Regions from separate parts of the Ovis aries genome. Here region 2 is linked to region 1. A link is a contact called in public Hi-C data. All regions are on one chromosome and are shown on one strand. Each heading gives the region's core, a stretch centred on a gene start, on an enhancer-like site or on the middle of the called end of the contact. The rest is flanking DNA. Distances are from core to core; before and after follow the strand shown. Region 1 holds the start of PMEPA1 (prostate transmembrane protein, androgen induced 1). Region 2 overlaps PMEPA1 (prostate transmembrane protein, androgen induced 1).

Evidence for each region. A called contact is a pair of places that touch in the nucleus more often than the background predicts.
Region 2: a contact with region 1 is called in a Hi-C map of hypothalamus, with 3 times the contacts expected there. The contact joins the enhancer-like site here to the promoter of PMEPA1 in region 1. A contact is called at or near these places in 6 of 16 Hi-C or Micro-C datasets (blood, hypothalamus, liver and 2 more).

Annotation. Positions count from the first base shown.
Region 1 is chr13:58,146,082-58,152,778 of ARS-UI_Ramb_v3.0, reverse strand. PMEPA1 (prostate transmembrane protein, androgen induced 1) reads right to left here and starts at 3,560. Exons shown (of 4, transcript XM_027977014.2): 1 at 2,980-3,560. The coding sequence starts at 3,073.
Region 2 is chr13:58,192,580-58,199,061 of ARS-UI_Ramb_v3.0, reverse strand. PMEPA1 (prostate transmembrane protein, androgen induced 1) reads right to left here. Exons shown (of 4, transcript XM_027977014.2): 2 at 124-278. Among named protein-coding and RNA genes, the nearest start is that of ZBP1, 32 kb to the left of the region's middle. Within about 2 kb of position 1,986, at least 17 of the 54 cell types and tissues checked have an H3K27ac peak or open chromatin away from gene starts, as enhancers often do. A contact at or near this core is called in hypothalamus and liver, where this site is marked.

The DNA.
Region 1 (6,697 bases), core at 2,311-4,810:
CAGAAGAACTAAAAAGAGGTCAAAGAATGCCAAGAAAAATGCAAACATATGCCAGGAGGAATCCTTTCCTCAAAAGTCAGCGCATCCGACTCCTTAGCGATCATCTCCAGTGGGCTGTCACTTGAGCTGGCTGTGTCTGATTCTAAGACCCCTGGCTCATTTACAAAACGGGTATATTTTTTCAAGGGGTGTGTTCTGGGAACAGTGAATTCCCATCAGACAGCAGCCCTCAACCCTCGAGGCTCAGAAAAGATGGGAGCCCCTGGACAGTCTGGGCAGTGTCTTGTCAAAGTCAAGATGATCCTCAGAGCCCACCCAGTTCCCAGTCTCCCAGGGGCAAAGGAGATGCTGCTGATCTCCAGCCCGCAAGGTGAAGGTGGACCCCTACTCTGGGGACCCCGTTCCATAATCAAGATGGTGTGTGCATTCCACGAGTACCTACGTCTAAGCATTGACTGGGGGCCTGGGTAAAGCTTTTCATTGTCACTTCCCTGCATCTCTAAATCGAGGGTATGAACCCCAGTTGTGAAATCTGGTGTCACTGAAGTCCATACCAGGGCCCAGCACTATTCAAGCCAGACTTTGGAGGGGAGAGGTCTCATCTTGAAAGATGGTAGAGTTTGTTTTTTCAACTATCACAGTCTCCTTTTTCAGATGAGAGAGCTGAGGCCCAGAGGACTTAAGGGACTGCCAAGGGCCATCTCTTCTTCTCTAGAAGAGGAGCCACCTGGACATTGCCCTTCAGCCCACCTCAAAATCCAACTCTGACCTACTGGAACCCCCAACTCAGACCACAGGAAATGCACAGTGGCTACTGTCCATTTCTTTCCTTCCTTTCATCCTTCTTTCTTTTTGTATAAAGAAACTCCAGGCCTTAAAGGCTGCCTCATCAGACCATTTCCGGGAAACCTGATTAGCACTTGCAACAAACAGTTATATTATACCTGCGCTTTACAGACGCTTCCCTCCCTGCCCTGGGCTTTCTTCCAGGAAGCAGGGGCCATGTGTAAAAAATACACGGAACATGGTGACTAATGGGCCACCTCGGGGCCAGCTGGAGCAGGCCCGGGTTCCAGGCGCGCTAACCTCAAGGGTCCCTTTCGGATGCCGATGCACAGCAGTCACAACAGGCAACAGACTTAACGGCCCCTCCGTGTCAGCCAAGATAACGTTAGGGCTAGTTAGCCCAAGAAGGCACAGAAATAAAAATGAATTTTTTAAAAAGTCCTGAACACAAAGGAAGAAGAGTGGAATGTCTGACTGTGCCCAGCCCTCATAATGGATAAGTTCTGGCTGCCACTGCCAACCCCTGGTGGGGCAGGGGGAGCTTCCTAAGGCAGCTTTACAGGAGGGGGAGAAATAAGGCACCACAGAGGAACGAGGCTCTCCAAACGTGTGCGAACATATTTTAATAATATCCTCGTGCATTTCATTAGCCTCCCGAGTTCACAAAGGGCCTTTGGAAGCAATCTGGTTTAGTGCAACTCAATTCCGCAAACGCTGGCTCTGGGCAGGTTCTCCTGGCATCTCGCTGGCCTGGCGTGGGGCAGCTGGGAGGGGTGGGGTGGAGTTGGGGGGAGCAAGGCTTTCAATTCCAGGACTGGAGGGCGGGGAAGGCGGGGGGGACCAGCAGATGGAAGGACCCACCACCAAAGCCAGCCAGCCTGCCCCAGCCTGGCCGGTCACGGGTTATTTTTACCTCTTGCGCTTCACTGTACAGGCTCAGGGGCCGAAAACTGTGGCAGCCGCCTGCGGAAACTGGCTTATGAGTCACCCAGTGACTGCCCTCGCCTTGGTGGCGGCTGCCTCTGGACTCCTGGTCCCAGCTGGAAGGCTGGCCCTTGCGGAGAAGGGCTGTGTGCCACCCCCGCCTGGAGTGACTGGGGGCAAAGACTGGGAAGCTCAGAGAGGCAAGAGGTCCCCAAAAGGATGGGCGGGGGAAGGGAATATAGGCTAGAAGGCAGTCCCCTGGGGGGTGGCAGTCAATTCACCACCTAGACCAAAGCCCACCTGGGTGGGCTACAGATGTTGGGACTCCAGGCTTATTCCCCTCTCAACTCCTCCGAGTGCAGGGCCAGTCAGCACCAAGCTTCAAACACTCCCCTCCCCACCCTAAGTCTACCTCCTCCTTTCGGAGCAAGGCAGTCCCAAATACAGACAGCCCCAAACTTTGACTCATTTGTAACCACCGTCCCAGCCAGACTGAGCCAAGCTGTCCAGACAGAGGCTATTTATAGGTGCGTCGGGGACACAGACACTCACACAATGACACACACTCAGGATCCACGTCTCGCCAGCGCTGAGCCCTGGACTCGGAAACCTGGACACAAATGGTCCCCAGACCCTCAGAGAGACACACACACTCAAAAGAGGCACCCAGACCCGGACACAGGGACTCAGAAACCAAGAAGACTCTGTCACACACTCCTGGGGCAGCCAGCCACACAGAGGGAAGCCGAGACCCAAACAGAGACACACAGTCACAGCACACTCCACGGACGGCACGGAAACCCACTCACATAGACCGAGACCCACAGCGCCACGCACACTCCAGACACACACCCGGAGCTCCAGACACCGCGCAGGCCAGACAGTGTCTCACACGCCCGACTCCCCCCCTGCCCCCAAGCCAAAGTTGATAAAGAGCCGGCCTAATTGCTCCATTGCGACTGCCCCTTAGGGAAATAAAATGGAAACTTCACGGATCCACCCGCCCCAGCCCTCCCGCGCGCGGTGCCCTGCCGCCCTCTGCGCCGCTTGGCCCCGGGTCCGAGTCCCAGCGGGCGGGGCGCGGGCAGCGGGGGCCGTGCCAGGCTCTCAGCGCCGCGGGACAAAGCCGGGCCGGCCGCCAGCTGCCGCGAGCCGGGAGGGCGCGCCCGGGGCGCGGCGGGCGCAGCCGGGGCGCAGGGCGCACAGCCCGAGGGGGCGCGCACGGCTCGGGCCCCCGCCCGCATCTGCATCTCGATTCGGGGTCCGAACCTGACGGGGCCTCCGGGGAGGGGGGCGCGGGGTCACTCACTGATCTCCATGCTCTGGAACAAAGAGCGTTTGCAGTTGCACGTGCAGGAGACATTGGGCTGCCCGGCGGCGGCGGCGGCGGCGGCGGTGCTGTTGACCCCCATCAAGCGGTGCATGGACGGCGCGGCGGCGCGGCGCGGGGCGCAGGGGGCTCGGGGGCGGCCGGGGGGGGCTCCGGCCGGCGCCCGGCGCTCGGGCCCCGCATGCAGGAGGCGCGCAGCGGGGAAGGCGCGCCCCGGCTCGCCGGGCTCCGGGCGCTGCCAAGTTACCGGGGCGCCGTGGGACTCAGTGCTCGGGGCCGCGCTCCTCTGCGCACCCCCCGGCTGCCCCTCCGCAGCCCCGGGGGCGTCCGCAGTGCCCGCGGGTGGCGTCCGGGAAATGGGCTGGCAGCCGGGGCGCGCGCTGCCAGCGGGGCTGAGCCTCTGCTGCTAGCTTCCCCCAGCCGAGCGCCTCCGCCGCCGCCGCCTCCTCCTCCTCATTCAAGTCCAAGGAGATCGGGTTTCGCTCCGAGACCGCGGTCGGAGGCAGGCAGACGGTCTGACGTCAGCGCTAGACGGGGCTGCCGGTTCCCACCGCGCGGGGGCCGGGGAGGGGGCGCGCGCTGCGCCAATCCCCGCCGAGGTTCTCCCGCACCCCCTCCCCGGGCCGCGGGGCGGGGTGACGGGGAAGGGGGCGGGCTCTTAAAGGGCCAGAGCAAGGCGGTCCGCGTAGACCCGGGACCCGCGAGGCGAAAGAAGGGTGCAGCGTCCCCTCACAAACGGCGGTCAGTTTGGAAGCTCTGCCCCGCGCAGGCCAGGCCCGGGAGAGCGGGATTGGGTCCCAGCCTTTGTGGGTGCGTTCCCCCCAACCCAGGCCTCGGGGTCCTTGACCGAGGCTTTGGGGGGAAGCTTGTCCCCCTTCAAAGGAGCACGAGGTCCCTCGGACTCGGGGCAGGGGAAATTAGGGAAAGGAGGGGAGCCCTTCAGGTCGTCCGTTACCTGATTTCGCTGTCAACTCCCCGATTCCAGATCTGCAGCTCCAAGAGGCCCCAAGCCCACTGCGCCGCCCGCGCAATTTATCTCGACCTAGAGGAGGTCGACTGGGGAAAACTAGAACTCCTGTAGACACGCCCCGGACTGCTCCGAAAAACGCCCGGGAACCCTTGTCATGTAAATACGTGTCGGGGACTTGTACTGTCCCAGCCAGCGAGGCCCGGGGCGAATCCACACCCTACGTCTGCTGCCCAAAGGGCCACTGGCCTGCGGTGGGCAAGAGGAAAGAAGCGGCTCCGGAGTTCTAAAGACGGGGGAGGAAGTGCGGGGGTGTACTTTTATTTCAAGTTTTAATTACACAAGTGCTACAAGAACACATTCTCCTGGAATTAAAAAGATATTAAAATATTATGTAAGAGGCCCCCCTGCCTGGCACATCTCCATCCTCTCAACAATTCGGTGTGTCCTTTCCTAGACCCTGCCCTGAGTCTCTATTTATTTAACAAGTACTTACTACCTTGTGCTAGAAACTTGCCAAACGAGAAGGCAATCTGACACAGACACGGAAACTGGAGGGGTGGGGGTGTCACACAATGGAGGAGTTCTAAGCTGAACCCAGGTCAGACCCCCCTACCCCAAATATTTTTAGTTCTTGAAATATCCTCCACATATCCATGTACTGCCTGGAATTTTCTTAATAGGCAGAGAAAAGTTTTGCATTGGGGAGGGGGTCAGGGAGGGGGCGGGCAGCAGTGGTGGGGGGAGGCTTAAAAGTTATGGAACCAGAGCTGTATTTCCCAGAACTCAGAGAAAGCCAGCCCAGGAAGTGGTGAGGTCTCTTCTGCAACTGGGCACAGTGATGCCTCTTGCTTTCTTAGCACAAACCGAAAGCTTTTTCTAGAGGGTTCAAAGCCCAGGGCCCCGGAAGGGGGGGCCTGCTCAGGACTTACCATGGAGGGGACCCATGTCACAGACTCATGGCAGTCTCAGGCCCTCCCTTAAAGAAGAGGCAGGTCTCACCAACACGTCTAAGGAAGGAGGGGGAAGGTCTTGCTGCAGTTTAACTTCAGCAGCTTGGAGGAAAAGCAGGAGAGTCTTGAGCATTCCTTGGGGGCAGGGCTGGGGTGGGGGGTAGTGAGAATGTTGTCAGGGCCTGGGAATGACCTTGAGCCCCATTCACGTGTCAGGCCACAGGGGGTCACCAGCATTGCCCCTCCTTTCAGCCATTCCTTGAGTCATTCAAACAACAGACATTCCCTGAGCTGTAGCGAGCCCTGAGTGCCAGGAATTGGCTGAGGCCAGGAGCGGCTGTCTCTACCCTCCTGAAGTCTTACAGCTGATCTGGCCTGTCCGGCCACAAGAATCACACAGGTTGATTGCCTTGGAAATGGGGCAGCATTTTATAAAATCCAGGTTAAACCACTGGCCGGCAAAAATAACCAGTTAATTCAGTGGATGAAAAAAAACAAATCCACAATATCAACCTCTGGTTGATCTGTCTGGGACAACAGCACGGAAACATTTAATGAGCACCTACACTGTGATCACACTGTTTTGATGGTGTCAGCGGGGATGAGTTATTGATCTCCATCCTGGTTCCAAAGTGAGTTTTGCCTGGAGGCCTAATGCAGAGTGTCAGTGTGGTGGTGGCAACTGCACCTCCAAAGATGAGTGGGATACAGTCATGTGACCTCAGTGAGTACCTTCGTCTCTCTGACCTCAGTTTCCTTCTCTTCAAAATGGGAATGCTAATAGTGTCTTTGCCTGGGGTGATCCAAAGAGGTGAAGGAGGCAGTGGCTTTGAAGTTGGTAAGAAGAGGGTTGAATATATATTAGCGTGCATGCATGCTCAGTAACTTCAGTCATGTCTGACTCTTTGCGACCCCATGGACTGTAGCCCGCCAGGCTCCTCTGTCCATAGGATTCTCCAGGCAAGAATACTAGAGTGGGTAGCCATTTCCTTCTCCAGGGGATCTTCCCAATCCATGGATTGAACCCAGGCCTCCTGCACTGCAGGCAGATTCTTTACTGTCTGAGCCACAAGCAATCTATATATTAGCAGTTAGGCTAGTTAATCCTCATAGAATCTTGGGAGGGGAGGAACTGGTATGATATTATTTTCTCTTTTACAGATGAGGGCATTGACAACTGGAAAGTCTTCCCATGATGACAGGGCCCCTCGCTGAGTAGGAAGCAGGCAGGGACAGAGGTGCTCTGGAAGAAGCAAGCACCTGACTACCCACACTCATGGAAGTTCATGTGTGCGTGGGGCTGCCAGGTCAATGTGAATGTCAGACAAACCATGAACAGCTTGTTGTATAAGTGTATCTTGTGGGACATACTTACACTAAACATTTATGTGTTGCTTATCTGAAATTTAAATTTAACTGGATGGCTTGTGTTTTTATTTGCTAAATCTGGCAACCCTGTGTGTGCCAGGCACAGCCCTATGTGATGCTAGGAATTCAGTGATGAGGAAGGGCAGAGCCCACTGTTGGACCAGGCAGGGAATGAGGTGATGTGGGCAGGGTGGGAGAACTTGCCATCTTGGAAGCAGGAGGTGGCCCACCTTTGTAGGACCAGCCTGAGTCCATGGGAAGGAGACTGAAAGCTGGAGAAAGAATTTCCTTCCTTTGTGCCCGTCTTCAGTGCCAGGCGCTGTGCTGGGTCTAGTAGACAGAGGGCAGCTACCCAAACAAACTCCCGGG
Region 2 (6,482 bases), core at 737-3,236, 48 kb before region 1:
TGGGGGAGGGCGAGGTCCCTTCCTGCTGGGAGCTGCTCCGTCTGCCCCAATTGTGAGCACTCAACCCCAACACCACACGCACTTGATGGGGGTGTCCAGGCCCTTGGAAGCTCAGGCACTCACCGAGGACAAGGCGTCTTCCCTCCTCCTGCTCTGGCTGTGCCGGCTGATGAAGGAGCGAGCGGACAGCTTGTAGTGGCTCAGCAGACACGTGATCACCACCACCATCACCATGACCACCACCACGATGATGGTGATCTCAACGAACTCCAGCTCCGCTGCAAGACCAAGGGGACACGTGAGACACTGGGGTTCCCAGAGCAGGCAGGGGCTCGGTGCCAGCTTTTCTGAGCACCCATACACCCCAGCACAGAAACACACCCCAACATCCCTGTACACCCCCAGCACTCTGCCATACCCATACACAAACACAAACACAGATAACACACCCACGCACAGACATATTTATCACACACACAAGACGCACAGAGACACCACCCTCGACAGGACGGGAGGGTGTGAGGGCCAACCCCACCTCCAGGAAGAGGCCTCAGAAAAACCACATTCCGGGAGGCTGCAAACACTGCAACTCTCATTTCTTTTTTTCGGGTTGTTTTGTTTTTTTCCCCCAGAAGGCGGAAAAACCCTCAAGTGCTGGAAAAGGAAAGAGGTTATTTTGATCCTGCCAGAGTCGGGGCAGTTTCTGCTGACTCGAGCGGGTCTGTGTTGGGCCGATCGGCAGGTGGCCATGCGCAATGCCAGCAGAGCCCCCAGCAGTGGCAGGTGAGAGGCTGGGGGCCGGGGCAGTGACCTGGCTGCGGAGAGGCGGGGGGGGGGGGGGGGCGGGCACAGCCAGCCTCCTCTGGTCCAAGGCTGCCCACGGACAAGCCAGGAAATGTGTCTCCCCAGATTCCAGAGGGCAGGCAGGAAGACCCTCCCCCCACCCCGCCCCCTGGCACTGACAAGCAATTTGCCGAGGTCTCCCCAGGGGTACAGGTTCAAGCTCAGGGCCACTGACTCAGCGCTTCCTCTTCTCAGACAGACATACAGAAGCTGGAGGAGTGGGGGCGGGCGAAGGTGGGGCCTCGAAAGCAGGCAGTGAGGTGCACTGTGTCACCGTGTGCCATGTGCCACTCACCCGGGGCCTGGCCAGAGCCTGTGAGGGCAGCCCTTCCTGCCACCAGCCTCTGCTTCCAGCGGAGATCGACTTGTCCCGGGTGGACGTTCCTGCTGGTTCGGCAGGACCCCTCTGCACGCTGCCCGCCCACAGCCCTCTTTGGAGCCCTGGCCACCCCTTCTTCCTACCCAGGCTCTGCGGGACACCCACCTTCTCCCACCATGTTAAGCGTTTTTGCCCAGACGTGCCAAAGTCTGCGTGATGCTGTTAGTTGAGTGGGTCTGCCCCCGGGGGACACGTGGCAATGTCTGAGGACACTAGTGGCTCAGACTGGTGTCACTAGTGACACAACCGAAGGCACTCCCAGAATCTACAGGGTGAGAGCCAAGGTATTGCTTAACAGCCTACAGTCCATAAGACCACAGGGACAAAGAATGTGCCAGGGCTGAGCGTCTCTGTGCAGGGCTGAGCCTATATATGGGTGCTTTCTCATCATCCTGCCTCACAGGTGAGGGGACCCAGGTTCAGGTCATGTGACAGACTGCCCGCTGCTGACTCCCTCATTGGATGTCCACTGCTGCACCCAGAATTCCATCTGGAGCCTGGGTCCTGGCTCCAGCCCTGGGGGGTGGGGATGGGATTCACATCCTTATCTTGCCCTGGGAGGGACAGGAGGGACGATGAAGTAGCCAGGGATTTCAGTGAGTCCTTCCTGATGCCTGAGAAGGCTGGGCCCCGCCTGGCGGGAAATCGGACAAGCCTCAAACCCTCAGAGGGACTCGTTCCCTTTCCCGCCAGGAGGGTGCGGGGCCTGAGCTGGCAAAGGCCAGGATGTTGGCCTGGAACCCAGTGGCTGTGGCCACGCCTCCTGCCTCCCCAGACAGGCTGGTCTGGGGCCTGTGCGCTAGGGCCTGGGATAAAGCTGCCCATTCAGGGGACACACAGGCTGGCTTTGTGCAACACCCACGCCCCCTCCTCAGAGGGGCCTGCAACCCCTCCCCCAACACCGTGCACTCTTCACCCCGGCCTGGACTTGGGGGTAGGCACCCTTGCCCTCCTCCGCCCGTCTCCAGGGGCCCTGCCCACGCCTGGCCTGAAGCAAGGGAGGTGTCTGTGTCTCTGTCTCCGTCCCAGGCCTCGCGGCCTGCAGGCTCCTGGCCAGGCCGCTGCCCTCCTCTAGGTAACATCCAGTGGGGAGGCAACAGGGCTGGAGGTGTCCTATTGGGTCAACAGATGAGGCCCCACGGGCCGAGTGGGCGTGAACAAAGCCCACAGCTCTCCCGACCCCCAAAGGGCGGGAGGACCTGATTTCTGGGGTGCAGTGTCAGAGTGAGAGAATCACCCCCAGAAAAGAGCCCAGGGTGCTGAAGGCACTAACATGACCGCACTGGTTCCTGGGCCACAACCCCACACAAATCCACGTGGGGGACGACGGGGCGAAATTCTCAGGGGACCACGAAGTGCTTCCAGGCTCTATTTTGGAAGCCAGAGGCCTGGGGTCGTGGCCAGAAGGGAAAGGAGACGCCTAAGGGTTGCAGAGTCCCTGAGGCAGCTCCGGGGCTGGCACAGAACTCCATGGGGACGCCCAGGCTGGCTCTGTGACCCTCACTCACTCTGAGTCCATCCCAGTTTCCCCAAGTGGAAGGGAGAGGCTGTGTGGGGGCCCACATGGCCAGCACTTAGGGAACACTCCCTCAATGAGGCTCCCCAGCATACCAGCCAAAGCAAACAAGGACAGTCCAAACCCATATGTCTGAAGAGAGAGGGTCAAGCAGGACCCAGCTGTATATTCCAGGCTGTGCACAGACACGAGGTCTTCCTAGGTGGTGTTAGTGGTAAAGACTCCACCTGCCCATGCAGGAGATGTAAGTGATGGGTTGCAGGAAGATCCCCTGGAGGAAGGCATGGCAACACACTCCAGTATTCTTGCCTGGAGAATCCCATGGACAGAGGAGCCTGGCAGGCTACAGTCAATGGGGTCACGCAGAGTCGGACACAACTGAGCGACTGAGCATGTGGAAAGACATGGAGACACGGAAACAGGGGGACTGAGGGGGTCAGGAGAGGCCCCCCAACCAACAGGTGATTCATCCCAACCCGTAAGGCAAAAATAAGCCTAGGCTGGGTGTCTTGACCTTGGCCATGGGGTGAGGGGGCTCTGGTCCCCTGGATAGCACAGTGAACTTTCACACTCAGGGTGCTCCTTCCTGGAGACTCTGCCTTCAGGGGACATGAACTCACCTCTTTGGGACATGCATCAGAAAGCATCTGCTGGAATACGGGGCAAATGGGGGGCCTGAGGGCATTAGCATCCACAGTCCTGTCCCCACCCAAGCAACAAACAGAGCTGTGGGTGGACACCCTCTTAACACAGGCTGTGCTGTCCACTTGCCCCAAGCTCCACCGGGGCCCTAGTTCTGCTTGACCTCATCTGCCTGGCCTCTCTGGATCTTCATACTCAGCTCCTCACTCCTGCTCCCACTGCAGGCATCACTAATCGAGCAAGAGCTCCTCCTCATCAGGTCAACAGGGTGCTCCAGACAGTCACTGCTAGCTGAAACCCCAGCAGGCCAGACAGCCCCCAAGCAGGCTGGGTCAGTGCAGCCCCAACTCCCCATCTCTCTAGAACCTAGGAACAGCTGGTGAAGCTGCCTGGCCTTTAACGCCGGCAGCATATTCAAAGAGTTTTAAAAGCAACGAGAGGCCAAAGTCTGCAGGATGGGTGGCTTCTAGACTTCCAGCCAAGAGAGGAGCCCCCAAGATGCAGAGCCACACCGATCCTGCCTCAGCGTCCTCAGTCTCACGGGCTTCCCTTTACCTGGACGTGGGACCAGGTGCCTAGCACACTGGCGGAAGGGATAGGTCCAACTGCTGCCCTCCACTCAGTTCAACTCTCCTGTGACCACAGGGCTCACAGCAAAGCCTGGTCACAAACAAAGGGGAATCAGAGCAGGAGGGGGTGGCGGGCTGGTCCCCAGCCCAAACTCCCTGTTGTCATAGCAACCACTCACTGGGACTACAGTCAGGATGCTAACATGTACAACATGTGCACCGCCCTGCGCTGAGCCCGCCTCCCCCAGGTCTACGAGAGCCATCACCATTCTATTGTGTAGACGAGCCAACCAAGGCACAGACAGTTCCTCCAGATCAAAGGGCAGGGCCAGTCCCAAATCCAGAGCCTCCTTGAAGGAATGAGAGGGGAAAGGGCCTTTATCTCCTGCTAAATGCTCCCAGCTTTCCTGAAGTATCTGTCAGTTCCCCCGCCTACACGGGAACACCTCAGAATATGCCTAGCCCTCCATCTGCCAGCTGCTGGCCGTGTGACCCTGGGCATATGCACCCCTGAGAGCTCCAAGAAAGATGAAGAAGTACATGTCAAGGGCTCAGAACAGGGCGGGAGACAGTGGGTGGTTCGCAGTCACCACCATCACAACCCCATGCCTTTGGGACAGCAGGCACCCTTCATCCAGGCTGATGCCCTGGAAACACTGAGCATGCTTTCATGGGCCTCTGTCCCAGGGTCAGTCAGAAAAGGTCACCCAGGGTGGTGGCTGGACTTACGGGCACCAGTCCCTGCTTAGAGGACCTGCGCAGAGAACAGGAGTCTTTGGGGAGGAAACATCACACTTCCCTCATTCTGATCTGGGTGTCAGGTCCGCTTACCATGGGGCAGCGGTCCTGTCATTTTTCTTGGTAATTTTCCCCTTGGGGTGGGTGACGGATGCAGCAGGTTCTCGGGGGGTGGCCAAGCCCATCTTCCACATGCAAAGTAAGGTCACTCTTATTTAATTGAGCGTCTTCTTTCCTCATGGAATAACTTCAAATTAATAGCTCCGTCCACCTCACTGGAGCAGCCTGACTCTGCTTTTGTGTCTCCTCCTCTAGGGACGGATGCAGTCACTTTGAGGTGTGCATACGGGCGTCTCTGGTCCTTTCCCAGCTCGCCTCACACTAATGAGGGGTAGTGTCTGGGAGCCCCCTCAGGGCCAGGTGTGGCCCGAATCTCTTTGGGTATCATCTTATTGAATCCTCAGCTGCATTCTGTGAAATAAACACTAATATGACCCCCGCCGCCAACTTTACAGATGAGGAAACTGAGGCTGCAAGAAGGGAGATGACTGGCCAGTTCAAGACCCCAAACCCCCAAGCCTGTGCTTTCAGGGATGGGTTAGGCCGACAGCCCCACACCCAATGGTCCTGGGTACCATGGTCCCAGAATGTCAGGAACGGTGTTGGTTCAAGTCAGGCACTCGCGTGGAATGGGACTGTTTGCCAGGGTAGATCAAGACTGCCTAGAGCATCACTTGCCATGTGGTCCATGAAGCCAGTATCTTGACCAGTGGTTCCCACCTCCCCACCAGCACAGAGGAAAGTCACAGGATGGTTGTTAGAAAGGCCTTGTGCCATGCATTTGGGGGAGCCCTGGGCACCTCCCACGAAACTGCATAAAGACACAGCTGCCTTCTCCTCTGTCTCTATCTGAGTGCCAAGCACCTGCCCAGGACAGGACATCCCTCCCCACTTAGTTCCCACAAACCGAGGGGCAGTGTCGGTCCCGTCAGGCCAGGAGTCAGAGAGCAGTCCTGACCCCATGGCTTCCTTCCCTGCAGCTGGGGGAGCCAGGATGAGGTCTCAGAATGCTTATTTTAAAATAAAATTAAACTGAATAAAAATTCATGTGAGGCTTTAAAAGGAACCCAAATCTACCAAAATATAGTTATCAAACTCTCAATCAGACTTTCGATATAGGAAGAACATACAGGATCACACAAGCGACCTGGGATACTATCACATTAAATGCGACCCAGCAGGTTTCCATGGATCGGAAGTCTGTGGTTTCTACTGGCGACCGGATTGCCAAGTAGCTGCTGATGCCCTGTGGTTTGGTACCCATGTTCCTGTTAGGGGTGGTTAAGGTGAAGATGCAATTCTTTTGCAACCAAGTTTATGGCCCCCTGTTCTGAGTGAAAGAGCCAGACCTAAACCAAACGCAGGAGCCTCAGTTCAAACCCCTGTCCGGCTGCTTCCTGGCTGTAAATGGGGAGAGGGCTGGTGCAAAATTTGCCATGCAACGTGTGGGCACAACCATCACTGGGTTTTCAGTTAATCATCGGAGAAGCAGCCGGATACTGGAGATCTTTTCTCTTTCCTTGGCTGGAGAGCTGGGCCAGAGTCCACCCAGCTCCTGCCAGCCCACAGGAGGTTTCCAGACCAGACGACCCCCCCCCTACCGCCCCCTGCCCTGTGTCTGCTCCGGGCGGAGGGGCAGCCGGCGTGCTCCCTGGTTAACAAGCAGTCCGTGCAGGCGGCCCTGTCTGGCCTCCTGGCCGCACACTGAGGAATTAGGAATTGGCACTGTCTGAAA